3 separate regions of the Mus musculus genome follow, and regions 1 and 2 are each linked to region 3. A link is a contact called in public HiChIP or PLAC-seq data. All regions are on one chromosome and are shown on one strand. The core of a region is the stretch at or near the end of the contact, and the rest is flanking DNA. Distances in the headings are between cores, read along the strand shown.

Region 1 (4,433 bases), core at 299-2,798, 230 kb after region 3:
CTTTGACCCTACACCGGGCAACATTAACCAACTGTCACTGGACTCGGAATCCACTGTTGCTCTGTTTACTCGATCAGTACATTTTGGAACAAGGGCGAGCCGCTGGTGTCATTCCAGTCAGTACTCCCAGCTGGACTGTGAATTCCAGGTCAACCTGAGCCGAGTGGTGAGATCTTGTCTCAATAAAACAAAATAAAATAAAATAAAATAAAATAAAATAAAATAAAATAAAACAAACAAAAAAACAGAACAAACAAAATGCCCAGACATAGTCAATTATGTCTTAATTCACCCCACTTCTCAGATATTCAGGAAAAGGCTAAGCATACCAGCTGCTAAAAGAGAAGCAGGTATAGAGGAAAGCTAGCAGGCCTGAGAATGTTGCTTTTTTAAATTTTTAATATCTCAATTATTATCTGGGGAAAGGGGAGAGGGCTGTGTCTCAGCATGCACGGGGGATCTCAGAAGATAGGTACCAGAAGTTCGCTCTCTCTTTCCACCATGTGAGTCCCAGGGCTTGAACTCAGGTTGTCAGCCCTCTTGCTAGCTCTGAATCTCACGTTTGTAGGACGTAGTGGATCACAGAAAAAGCATTCTCATCACCGTGAGCTCTTGTCAGCCAGAAGATGTTAAGTAGTTCCTCCTTGGCCTTTCCATGAAATTTATGAGGGCAGCCTGCTGGTGAGGGAAAAGAGGAAGAATTCTTCCATATTGCCGAACCTTGTGTCTCACCTCTGCTTGCTCACCCCTTCCTACAGTGACCCTGCATGACAAGAAACCTGCATGGAAAGGTTAAGGGTGCATTAAAAGGTATTCCAACCGAGGCAGGTCACCTGTGCGACAGTGAGGGATACCAAGCTTGCCTGGTTATTTTATGGACTAGAGGAGAGAAAATCTTTCCTCCTGTGGTGAAAATGTGGAGGTGGGAGAAATCCATATTTTCAGTACATATTCAGTGATTAAGATGACTTTGCCAGGGTTGGGCGGTGGTGGCGCACCCCTTTAGTCTCACCACTTGGGAGGCAGAGGCAGGTAGATTTCTGAGTTTGAGTTCCAGGACAGCCAGGGCTATACAGTGAAACCCTGTCTCAAAAAAAAAAAAAAAAGAAAGAAAGAAAGAAAGAAAGAAAGAAAGAAAGAAAGAAAGAAAGAAAGAAAGAAAGAAAGAAGACAAGACAGGAAAAGAAAAGAAAAGAAAAGAAAAGAAAAGAAAAAGGAAAAAAGATGTTTGCCAGGTTAATGGTATTAACTTGTTTTACACATTGAGGTTTTCCCCCCTCACAGTTATAATGCTTTGGTTTGTTGGCTTAAAAATAGCATACATTTATGCAACAATACATTTTCCTCCTAAAGTTTCATGTCAATGAACTTAAACTTTTTTTTTTTTTAAATATCATGGTGCTCCATGTTGCCAGACTTCGGGGAACTCAGGGTCTCTTGCTTTCTGCTTGATGAAACTCGGAAACCAAAGGCATTCCCAACCTCCCTGCAGACAAAGGCAGCCATTGTGTGCTCTGTGCTTCAGTGCTTCCACTCTGCCAAGCAGATACAGAGAGCACTCATGCCCTTCCAACTCCCAAATCTCTTGACTTCCTCTTTCTCCTTCTTGTGGGAGAGATGGCCAATAAGCCCCTTGTTTCCAAATATCTGCAGGAACGAGTGGATGCGACTCTCAGCATCCACTGAACCATAGTCCTTTGAGGATACAGGAAGACATCTGAAATCTCAAGATCAAAATACGAGAAGGAGAAGTCTGAGAGCAAATGAGGTGTCATCTATGGAGACCTTCTTTGTAAAACAACAACAACAATAACAAATGACAGGCTCTCTGGGGATAATAGATAGCTTGCTTGTGCATGGGGCACAGATACTTACCAATTCCACTTAACTTTGCCTTTTAAAATGTCTGTATGGCACACTAAACTACATGATCAGGACTAGTGGTCTTCTATACACATTCTGTCTCTGAACTCCCCACTAACCATAGCATCCACTTTAGTAGGAGGCAGTGCTGGGATTCGAACTTGGCTCAACAGATTGCAAAGGTTGTGACTCTTCCTTAGCAACAGATGGTTCCTACAAGGATTCCAGAAACGAGAGAGCCGTCATTTATTATTTTGTTCTACATTCTAAAATGTGTGTGTGTGTGTGTGTGTGTGTGTGTGTGTGTGTGTGTGTGTGTGTAAAGAAGGGGGGAGGGAGAAGGAGACAGAGATTCTACATTAGCAAGAGAACAGCACAGCAGTAAATGGGAACTCCTCTGATTTTCTGACTCCTGTGCTATTTCCCAGCTCCTAAGAGAGAGCGATTAGAGAAACCACACACGTGCTGACAGGGATGACCAAACGCACACGGAAGATAAACATGAAGGGGTGGGGGTGGGGGGCGTGAAAACTGGAAAACCAAAGTAGCCCTTTCTTTTTAACATGTCAGCACATGTCTCAAACAGTGTCTGCCAACCTATAATTTGCTAGCATAGTCCAACAAAGAGGGACTGCCCATGGGCGTAGGACCTTGTCACCTCACCCTTCACCCCTCCCTCCATCAACCCGGCAGAGTTCAGCCTCAAAGATAGGAGTTTAGACTTCGTACCTCTGGACTGGACCTAGGCCAACCCAACAAATAACCCTGGCCTTGGTGTTCACACTCCCCATTGTTACACTGGGGGGCAGGGGGAACTTCTCAAACAGTGAGGTAGGAACTAGGACATCTCTGCCAACTGTCAACAACTAAAAGGCAAGTATCCTGTTCCAGGTAAGAGGGAGGCTTGACCAGGATACAGGGCAAAGTCCCTACAGTGATGGTCTTTGACAGGGAGGGAGCAAGGGAGGCAACTTCATCAACAGAAAGTCCATCTGGAAAGGCGAAATCAGTCACTGAATGTGGTCCAACGAGTCAAACTGAAATTGGGAGTGGTTAATCCTTGTAGGTAGAATATATGTTATTAGCCACTCGGGAGATCAGGAGTGGGTATCAGTACAAAATCAGCTGGCCCAAGGCATGCAAGTCAATTAGCAGGGCCACGGAAGTGACACGAGGCATGAGTGATGCTCAAAGAAGATGACATGCCCTGCCTGTATGGCTGGTTACAAAGCAAGCCTCCTGCTAGCCAAGGAGGATTTTGCAAACTCCTTAGGTGAGCATTTCTTGTTGTGATAAGTGGAAACTACCATAGGAAAAAAACTCTAAACAGAAAGGAGAATTACAAAGAACAGAAATACCCACACAGAGGAATCGCCTTGGAGCCTCTTTGAACTGTGGTGTACTATATTTGGCTCAAGGTTCCATTAAAATCAAGGAGTTTATATTTGGGCCAATAATCAGAGCTCATAAAAATTCACCCTTGGACTGGGGCTCCTTGTGTGAGTGGATCATTTATGGTTTCTGATGGCTGCGAATGCTATCAGGATGACAAGTCGGTGGATATCGTGAGAAGGTCTGAGGATAGCTAGGACAGTGAACAAAAAGAGAAGCAGTCTCAAAACATGGGGAAACTTTCTATGACACATCTGTCTTGGATGCCCATTACTTGACAGGATACATAATGGACATGCAGAAGAGAGAGATGTAGGAAGGATGGGGCGTGGCAGAGAAGTCCTGACAATAATAACGCACACCAGGCTGTGCAACGGCACAACCAAAAGCAGTCACGTCTCCTCAATCTAGGGAAAGCTTTCACAACAAGTGCCATATAGCTGTCCTTTGGGCTGACAGGATGGCTCAGACAATAAAGGCTCTTGCCACCAAGCCTGAGTTTGATCCCTGGTTCCCTCAAGTTGTCCTCTGATCTGCATACAAGCACCCTGACACATACATGCATGCACACAGATACACATACATGCAATAAGAAGTCCTTCTGCTGAAAACTTTCTAGGAAGGCTGCTAGATTTCCTAGATAAGCACCCTCATGGGCAGTCCAGTGTCTTGGGGCTCATCACATCCTTACAGACGTGAGTCTCCCCTACTAAGCCCAGCATAGCCCTAGAACCAACACTCACACCCCCATCATAACCATGTTGCTGTGGCTGAGCACAGAGCACAAAGAAAAAGAGATAATTCCCGGGTTGTTGTTTTTAATCAGTTTTAACATCTGACTTGTTTCTGTGTCTTATTTTATTTGTAAAGCATTAAGAAAATTCTTACTCATGGAGGTGAGAAACTGCCAGCAATGTTGACTGTGTGTGTGTTGATTTTCTTCTACGGTGCTAGGGCCCAAACCCAGGAGACATGATTGTTTAAAATAGACTTAGATGGAGGAGCTAGAGAAAGTACCCAAGGAGCTAAAGGGATCTGCAACCCTATAGGTGGAACAACAATATGAACTAACCAGTACCCCAGATCTCGTGTCTCTAGCTGCATATGTATCAGAAGATGGCCTAGTCGGCCATCACTGGAAAGAGGCCCATTGGTCATGCAAGCTTTATATGCCCCAG
Region 2 (4,105 bases), core at 8-2,507, 190 kb after region 3:
GTATTTGAGGTTTCATTCTCTAGCTTAAACAATGGCTGCTCTTCTGACCAGTAGCACTAATATGGAAAATATACCTGTCATTAATTGTAAAAATGCTTGCTGACATTTACTGCAGTCTTCCCAAGTCCAGTTTGTATCAGGTTTACTTTTTTATTAATAACTGTCAAAGGACATCACTTTTTCGTAGGCATGTTATTATTGTCAACAAATATGTCAGCAGTCATACTCTCTTGGGCCCAAATCAATCAACATCAGACGGCTTAAGGACGTATTCTCCATCTAACTTCGAGTGCTGCATTGTTAACGCAATGCTGAAAGACAACCTCTTTCTGAGGTGCAAAAAAGATGCTTAGACTAGAACTCAACTGGTTAAAAATTACATCATATTGCAATCACATTGGAAGTAATGAGTAGAAAGAAGAGACTTAGATAGGAAAGCCTTTGTTAAAACGTATCCTGTCTCATGTCATCTAACCCTGAGGAAACAATATAAAATTAAATAAACACATATCCTCCACCAGCTAATGAAGTTTTATCCTCTCAGGCTTCAGATAAACAGATCGCTGTTCATAAATTTTGCACCTTAGAATCTTCCAGCTCCAGGGCTGGAGACCCAGCTTAGCTGGTCGAGAGCTTGTCCATTTTGCATGGAATTCTTGGTTGATAGATAGCACCATAAGTTGGATGTGGTGGTCATGTAATCCCAATCACTCCAAAGGTGAAGACAAGAGAAGAGAAGTTCGGGGTCCTCCTCTGCTACATCTAAGGCCAGCTTGTAATAGATGATAGATAGATGTAATAGTCTCGAAAGAAAACAAAACAAAACAAAACAAAACAAAACTCTATTTTACTACCACCGCTTTTTCTATTGTTGGAAATACTTTTAAACCCTGCAAGAGTTAATTGTGTGACATGCTTCTCAGCAGGGAGCCACCCAAGTAAAAATCCAAGGTGATGGCTTCACAAGGAGACACAGGAACCATGCCCAATTGATTTCCTGGCTGGGAGCAAAGCTCTGCTACCTTTTGTCTCCAGGAACTGTCAGCATCACCAGGTTAAAAATGCATGCTCCCAACTCCGCCCCGTGCCTGAAGATCTCACATTTAGTCAGTTTCCCTTTGTTCTCAAGACCATATCTCCTTTCTGTACTTTTTTTTTCTCATTTGACTCAAATCAGGAAGGATTCAGGTCGTACCTACAACTTCCCCCCATCGATTCAGATAACAAGGAGGGTGTGGGAGTGAGAAGAAATTGAAAGTAGGGAGTGGAAAGTTGGAGCTTTCTGGTGGGGTCACCTCACCAGTCCCTTGGGGAGACGATCACAGTTTGAGTTGCTCGTTAGTAATTTTATTTCTAGGAAGCCTCTGTCTGTAAGTATTTCCTCCATAGTCCCCAGATTCCAAGGTCTTTGTTTGCTGGATAACCTTCCCACCCCTGTGCCTTTGCAGTTCTTACATATAAAACTAAATGATTCCAAGACAGTTTCTATAATTACTTTTAAAAAAGAAAAAAAATCAATAGCTCTCAGAAAACATATTGGCTTGATCTTCTAACCAGACTAGAGATGAAAGACAGGGTAGTTTCAGTTCTCTTGCTAAGATCAAGGCTTGAGGTGTCAAAAGCTCTAGCACTGTGGCTCCCTCCGACAGCTTGTAGCTCTGTGGACCACCTCTGCTTTCATGCAAATGTAACCCGGCCTCATTAGGAAGTATTAGTTCCCGTTTCAGCCTCAAGCATCAAAGCCATTTGTCATAATTGCTATAATTAGACCAGGCTGAAACACACCAATCGAACAGGCTGTTGCTTCGTGGGTGTGGTTGCAAGGGTATCCACGACCTGAAATTCCCACTGTGAGGTACTTTCCTCGAGTTAAGGTGTTGTTTTTCTTTAAATATATGAATATATATGAACATATGTCAGAAAGCATCTCATTCCACTGCTCATTTGCTGGCTCCTCTTGATGTATTTTAATTACTGGAGAAAGAAAGATATTTGAAGCTTCTGTGTCCAAGTCAGGTATGGCTAACTATGGTAGCTGATGGTAAGTTGATTCCTGGGATGCATTTGGTAGAAGAAGAGAACTAACTCCCACAAATTGTCCTTTGCCAAATCCAGGTTCCATATCTTCATTCAAGGCCTTGGCTATCTGCTGATTCCCTCCGCAGCCCTTCTTCCTATCATGGGTGTATGTTCTCTGAGATTATATACTGGATTCATTCTTCAAAACTATCAACTCTCCAGTTCCTTTACAAGTCTATAGAAGTCCCATTTCTTCCCCCTCTGCCCATCTTTTACTATTTTTCTAATCATCCAATAAGGAAAGATGGATTCACCCAGTGGTTCTCAATGGGATGATACCCATCTATGGACATACAACAACATCTAGAAACAAAAGACTGGTATTTTAACACACACACAAATACACACATTTGTCACTTATAAATTTATATTTAACTAACATAAAATATTTAACTTCTATTGCTCAATTTATAAACCATGGAAGGTGATTGCTAAAGGTCTAGTTAGGGAACACATGGTGGCAGGGGAGCACACAGAAGCCTGGGGCACAATGAGGCAGCTAAGAGAGAGACTGTATCTAGAGAAAAGCAGGGCTGAGTTAGATCTCTCTTGCACTGAGGAAGCCTTTCCTTTAGAGCTGCAACACTTGCCTCGGGGAAACCTTTTGTCTCAGACCTATATAACTCGGACAGTGACTTGAATCTGATCAAAGTTATATCAGAGCTCCTTCCAAGACACACATGAGACTGGGTGACATCAGAATCCCACTCCCAAACAACCCACTCTGTCAGCCCAACAGGAGATGTGCCATTGGGTGGGCTGTGCTAGATACCATGTAATTGTTAAGCCCTGGCTGTCATTGTTTGCAGAGACATATTTGACTTGAACACAGGGATCCTAAGTCCTAGACTGACTCCTAAAGCATGACACAAAGAGGCATCGTTCAAAAGGTTCAAAAGAGCAACCAGTTAAAAGGTTGGCAATTCACCAAGCTGCCAACAAGGGAGCCTGCATGGGACAGACCTGGGCCCTCTGCAAGTATGTTGTATTGTGTAACTTGGTCTTTTTTTGGGACTCCTAACAATGGGAACAGAAGCTGTCTCTGACTATGTTGCCTGCCTTTGGCACCCTTTCCTCCTATTGGGTTGCCTCTTCTAGACTTAATAGGAGAGGAGGTTCCTAGTCTTACTGCGACTTGATGTGCCATGGCTGGTTGATATCCATGGGAGACCTGCCCTTTTCTGAAGAGAAAGGGAGGGGGATGGAGTGGGGAGGAAGGGAAGAGGGCAGGGAGAGAGGGATGGGAGGAGAGTAGGGAAGGAAGTTGCAGTTGGGATGAAACAAACATACATACATACATACATACATACATACACACATAGTGTCAATTCCAGCTGAAAATGAGAATTAAGAAGTTTTTAAAGCAAGGGATAACTATTAGAATGGCAGATTTAAGTTGAACCATCATAATTTTATCTAATATAAGTAGATTAAAATGAAAGACAGGTGTGGTTTGGACAACTTGATAGAACTCACCTACACTGTTGACAAGTTAACATTTGAAGTCTAAAGATGCCAACATTTCATAACTGAGGCAGAAGAGTACACACCAGTGTTAGTTTAAAAAAAAAAGCTACTTCAATGTCAAAGTAACTTCAAAGAAAAGAATATTGCTAGAGACAGAACAACAACAAGCAAACAAATTTCACTGTGGTGGAAGAGTCCATTCACCAAACAGACCTGACATCCTAAACAGATGTATCTCATCACAGAGGTTCAAAATATGAGGCAGGGGCTGGAGGAACAAAACAGAATAATTGATAGTTTTAAGAGTTTTAAGTGCTTCTTAGTCAGTAATGTCTAACCAGTAGACAGTAGTTGGAAAGGCTAGGGAGGGTTTGATGGTGTCATTGACCAATTCCTCATAATTGTTCTATGTGAAATCAAACTCCTTACAGAAGTCATGTAGGAGTCCAGGGCGCCAGAGAATGGGTGGAGGAAGATCTAGCCAGTGATGGCTGATGAGAGAAATCCTTGGCTAGAGGTACTGGTGACCAAATGATCAACAGTGAGTTGTGTGAAGTAA
Region 3 (4,356 bases), core at 1,196-3,695:
GTGTGTGTTTTGTACATATGTCCACTTTGCCAGAGATTGGCACATAAATAAATTCTATTTAACATTGCAAATTTTTTGAATTAACTAAGAAACACAAAATGAGTTCTTGGTATAGCCAATAATGTTCCATATAATTAAAAGAATTACCTTGCCTTATAACTCGGTCTACAATCCCACATTTTCCTGAAGGTTCACTGGCTGTTAAAAGTATAATGTAGATCCTTCCAGATGCATAAAAGCACACTGTAGTTTTTGCTTTTATTGGGAACAACTTGAAAGTAATAGTTGTTTTTTTTTTCTTAAAGTGGCATTCTGTATATCAGTCCCTCCCCATCAGGGTGGACAGGGCAGGTCTACCTTGCTCTTACTACTGCTGTGTCACGATCTGTGGTAAGGACAGACATTGTTTGCTAGATGATATTCATAATATAACACTTAGTGTTATGTGACTAAGTGTTATATTCATAATATAACACTTAGATTATGTGACAACCCTACCTTTGTCACAGTGTCTCAGAAAGCATCCTTGTTCAAGGACCACAGACACACAAGTGTCACAAGAACCCAATGTGGGAAGTGGTGGCACTTGATCCTTGGCTTTTGACTAATATAAATACAAACCCCAATGCTGTCAGGAGCCCCAGTCCCAGAGGTTAAGCCTCTGTCTCACTTTGGTCCTTACCTTGTTAAGGCCCCAGTGAAATGGTGGTTCCAATGAAGTGGCAGCTTTAGCTTCTGTTTTCCTCTAGTGAAAACTCCCACAGCACTGGCGGAGAAAGGAAAGGCCAGTGTTCCCATCCGTGTGCTCATGCGCAGACCGGCTCTTAGGTCCTCTGGTGATCCCCGCTCAAGGAATAGTGCCCTGGACAGTGTCTGAGTCTTCCCATGGCAATTCACCTTCACAATCCCTCACAGATGTGCCCAGAGGCTGACCTAATCTAGATAATCCTCACAGGCACGCTCAGGGGCTTATTTTCTAAGTGACTCTGAATCCTGTCAAGTTGACAGTCAATGTTAGCCATCATGTCACATCAGAATAAAGTGGTAACTCACAGTGCTTCACCCTTTAAAGAGAAAGGGAACAGTGGGCTCTCCTGATGGTCAGGCATAGCAGCTATCATGGAGAGGATGGTGGGAAGCACTTCCACTCACAGTGGAGAGCCTTGATGGGCTTCAGTGGAGGCCTGGCTTGCTGTTCTTGGTATAGTCTAGCGCAGGTAATCAGCTGTGCAGCCACAGATTTGTGGCTCATCAGTGTGAAGATTTGTGCCCATCTTTCTGCTCCCATTGCTAACCATATTACCTCATCCAAACTACCCTTCTGGATCAATGACTAGACCGTTCCACTGACTCATGTGCTGGTCCTTGGGCTAGGAGATCAAGGCCACATAATATAAAGCTTAAAATATCAAGAATGTCAAAAGCGGTGCCAAGGTGGACTTTCAGAGGCATCCCAGAAGACAGCAGAATAATGAGCAGTCTCTTTGCAGGCTGGTCATGTGTCTCTGCAGAGAGCATCCTGCTAAACCCTCATCAGGAAACTCCTGTTAGGATTTCTGCAGGAGCGACATGGAGAAACACCTGATAATGGTCTCTGTGCTGGCTAGTTTTTTAGGCCAACTCCAACACAAGGTAGAGTTATTTTGAAAGAGGGAGCCTCAACTGAGAAAGTGCTCCCACCAGATTGGCCTGTGGAGAAGCCTGTGGGGGATTGCCAGGTGGGAGAGCCCAGTTCACTGTGGGTAGTGCCAGACACGGGCTGGTGGTCCTGGGTGCTCTAAGAAAGCAGGCTTAGCAAGCCATAGGGAGCGAGCCAGAAAGCAACATTTCTCCATGGCTTCTGCTCCAGTTCCTGCCTCCAGGTTCCTGACCTGTGCTCTTGCCCCGACTTCCCTCCATGATGGATTTATAAGCTATAAAATGAAATAATCCCCCTTTCCAGGGGATGCTTTCACGGTGCTTTATCACAGTAATAGAAAAGTAACTAAGACAGTTTCTTTCCCAGAATAAACAAAGTACACTTCCGGCTGTCAATTTCGTCTCTTTTTTTTTTTTTTTTTTTTTTGACACCCTGTAACTCAATGACAGCTCTTGAGGATCGATATGGTCCAGTGACAGTGAATTGATTGTTCCAGCAGAGATTTTTAATGAGATTGTTCACACCATTCAGGAGCCGCCATCTCCAGCCGATCCCAGTGACAATGGTAGGGACCCTGTGAATAGAGAAAGCGAAGCAACCTTCCTGCTCATTTCTTTTTGAAAGCACCAAGCCCTAGCAGCCAGGCCTTCTTGTTAATTAGTTGTTAATTATTGGGACAGCTCGTGAAATGGGTTTTAAAGAGCTGGCCTGGTGGCAAAGAAAAGAACCTATCACAAGAGACTGAATTGAAGTGCAAGAAAGGGAGAGAAAAGCTTTTACGTAGTTGACTGGCACCAAGGAAATTCTAGCAACATATCTTTGGGGTGCAAGACGGGAGGTCTTGTAGAAATGCATACAGGATACTGGAACACACGAATTAACAGAAATTCACCATCCTCCTCCTCTATTTTTTTCTAGACTAGAAGACACATGGAACAGAGCAGAGGTGACCTACGTAAGGTCACACTTCTGGCTGGTGTCCTAAGATTCAACCGAATGCAGAGAACTCACTACCATCAGGTCCCGTGAAGGTGAGTGTTGGCCATTTGGCTTGAGTTGTCTATGAATACAGGCTTCTGGCCCACTTATTTTTATTCACCCTCAAGGAGGGCTATGACAGAAATAGGTCAAAGCCACACATTGCCAGATTTAGAAATCTCATGCACCACTATGGCCAAATTCAATGATTACTGATATGTTAAAATTAATGCCTTTAAACTCCTGATAGTGTGTGAATAATTGTGCCATTTGTTCCCCACTCTTGTGGAAAGTTAACTCATTACATGTGTACATTTAGAATGTTAGTTTCTATAACTATCTTGGCATTTAAGTGCATTTTTAATGTTTCTACATTTATTTATTTATTTATTTATTTATTTATTTATTTATTTATTTGTGTGATTGGTGTGTGTGTGTGTGTGTGTGTGTGAGCATACTTTTGGACATGTGCATCACAGTATACATGTGACCATCAGAGGACAACTCATGTGAATCATTTCTCCTGTTTCTACTATACGTGGGGCCTGGGAAATGAATTCAGGTTATCAGAGTTGGTGGTTAGCACCTTTACCTGCAGAGCCAATCTATCTCGTCAGCTTGAAATAGATTTTAGGAAATAAACATGTTTTTCTGAAGGTTCAAAATATACAAAACAAGTGGCTGAGCTTTTTTTGACACCTCTGAGCCGCCTGGTTGGGAGACTATCACATTAATAAGTGATAAAAGCTCACTGAGAATCAAGGCATGGTTTTCTTTAGGCAGAGTACTCTGGGTTTCAGAGTTGTAGAGTTGGCATGATGGACCCATCCATCAAGGGCAAGCAGAGGCTAACTACACACAAGCTACTCTCGGAAATAAACGCTTAGACAATGCCGTTACTGTTTTTATTCTCTGTATTACCCATGCCTATCTCTTCGGGTAGCTCCGTTATAGAACTTCAAACATAGCTCATCCAATCATCTTTTAACTTAAAAAATAAATAAATAAAAACTTGGGGTAAAGATCTCAAGTGCATCTTTATTCTCTGCTGAAAAGCTGCTAAATACAGGAAATAAAATACGAAGTCACCGTAACCGGAAGCTCTGCACTGAACACGAGCGGTGAAAGGGGAGATGGGTGGGTGTTATTCTTTAGGGATGCTCTCTGTCCCGCTCCAGTAGCTCTTTGAATGGTGCTGGGCGTGTCTACCTGAGCACTGTAAGGCAAGGATTTCTTGTCTTATTTCTCTTCCAAGACGTGCTGAATGCCCTCCACGGCTCTCCAACTTGAGATGCGTGAGGATCATCTTATGAACGGACATAGAATGTACAAGCCCCTCAGCCGACTCGGAGTTTCTGACTCACTGAGAGCCCTGGACTGGGCAAGTCTGACAAGCGCTTGACTTTTGTTGCAGGCCTGGGTCCCATGTTCTCATCTCTCTAAGCAGTTGCTTTCATCCCTCCCTTTGGATGGTTTAATTATGAGATGTAGTAATGCAGGTCCCTTTTCAACCCTCCTACCTTTCAGGGTCTGCCCCCTTATCTCTGACAGAGAAGATAGAAGGTAGCTAGGAGAAAACTAAAACTAAACAAAACAACCCCCCCACCCCCACTTCCCGTTCAGCTCTGCCCAGCAGAGGGACCTCTCTCCTAGGCACTCTTACAGCACCCATTATTATTCGTTCGTTAGGAGAAAGCATAGGCCAATTGGGGCCAATCCTGTGACTTGGACTTACAATC

The links. HiChIP or PLAC-seq counts read pairs in DNA pulled down with a chosen protein or histone mark.
Region 1: an H3K4me3 HiChIP or PLAC-seq map of stem cell-derived neural progenitor cells shows a contact between it and region 3, with 13 read pairs. The contact joins the enhancer-like site here to the promoter of C030018K13Rik in region 3. A contact is called at or near these places in 1 of 484 Hi-C or Micro-C datasets (bone marrow-derived macrophages), 3 of 115 datasets of contacts at active chromatin or transcription factors (memory CD8 T cells, regulatory T cells and stem cell-derived neural progenitor cells) and 1 of 9 other capture datasets (embryonic stem cells).
Region 2: a contact with region 3 is called in a BATF HiChIP or PLAC-seq map of CD8 T cells, with 10 read pairs. The contact joins the enhancer-like site here to the promoter of C030018K13Rik in region 3. A contact is called at or near these places in 4 of 484 Hi-C or Micro-C datasets (the 3T3-L1 cell line, CD4 T cells and CD8 T cells) and 6 of 115 datasets of contacts at active chromatin or transcription factors (CD8 T cells, the SCID.adh cell line, bone marrow-derived macrophages and 3 more).

What each region holds. Positions count from the first base shown.
Region 1 is chr5:64,707,828-64,712,260 of GRCm38.p6, forward strand. LOC105244755 (a long non-coding RNA gene) reads right to left here. Exons shown (of 4, transcript XR_868443.3): 4 at 382-678. Among named protein-coding and RNA genes, the nearest start is that of Gm26761, 11 kb to the left of the region's middle. Within about 2 kb of position 1,549, at least 35 of the 459 cell types and tissues checked have an H3K27ac peak or open chromatin away from gene starts, as enhancers often do. A contact at or near this core is called in stem cell-derived neural progenitor cells, where this site is marked.
Region 2 is chr5:64,660,979-64,665,083 of GRCm38.p6, forward strand. No RefSeq gene overlaps it. Among named protein-coding and RNA genes, the nearest start is that of Gm26761, 36 kb to the right of the region's middle. Within about 2 kb of position 1,258, at least 49 of the 459 cell types and tissues checked have an H3K27ac peak or open chromatin away from gene starts, as enhancers often do. A contact at or near this core is called in CD8 T cells, bone marrow-derived macrophages, effector CD8 T cells and 1 more, where this site is marked.
Region 3 is chr5:64,474,563-64,478,918 of GRCm38.p6, forward strand. It overlaps C030018K13Rik (RIKEN cDNA C030018K13 gene), which reads left to right and starts at 2,446. Exons shown (of 2, transcript NR_045413.1): 1 at 2,446-2,670.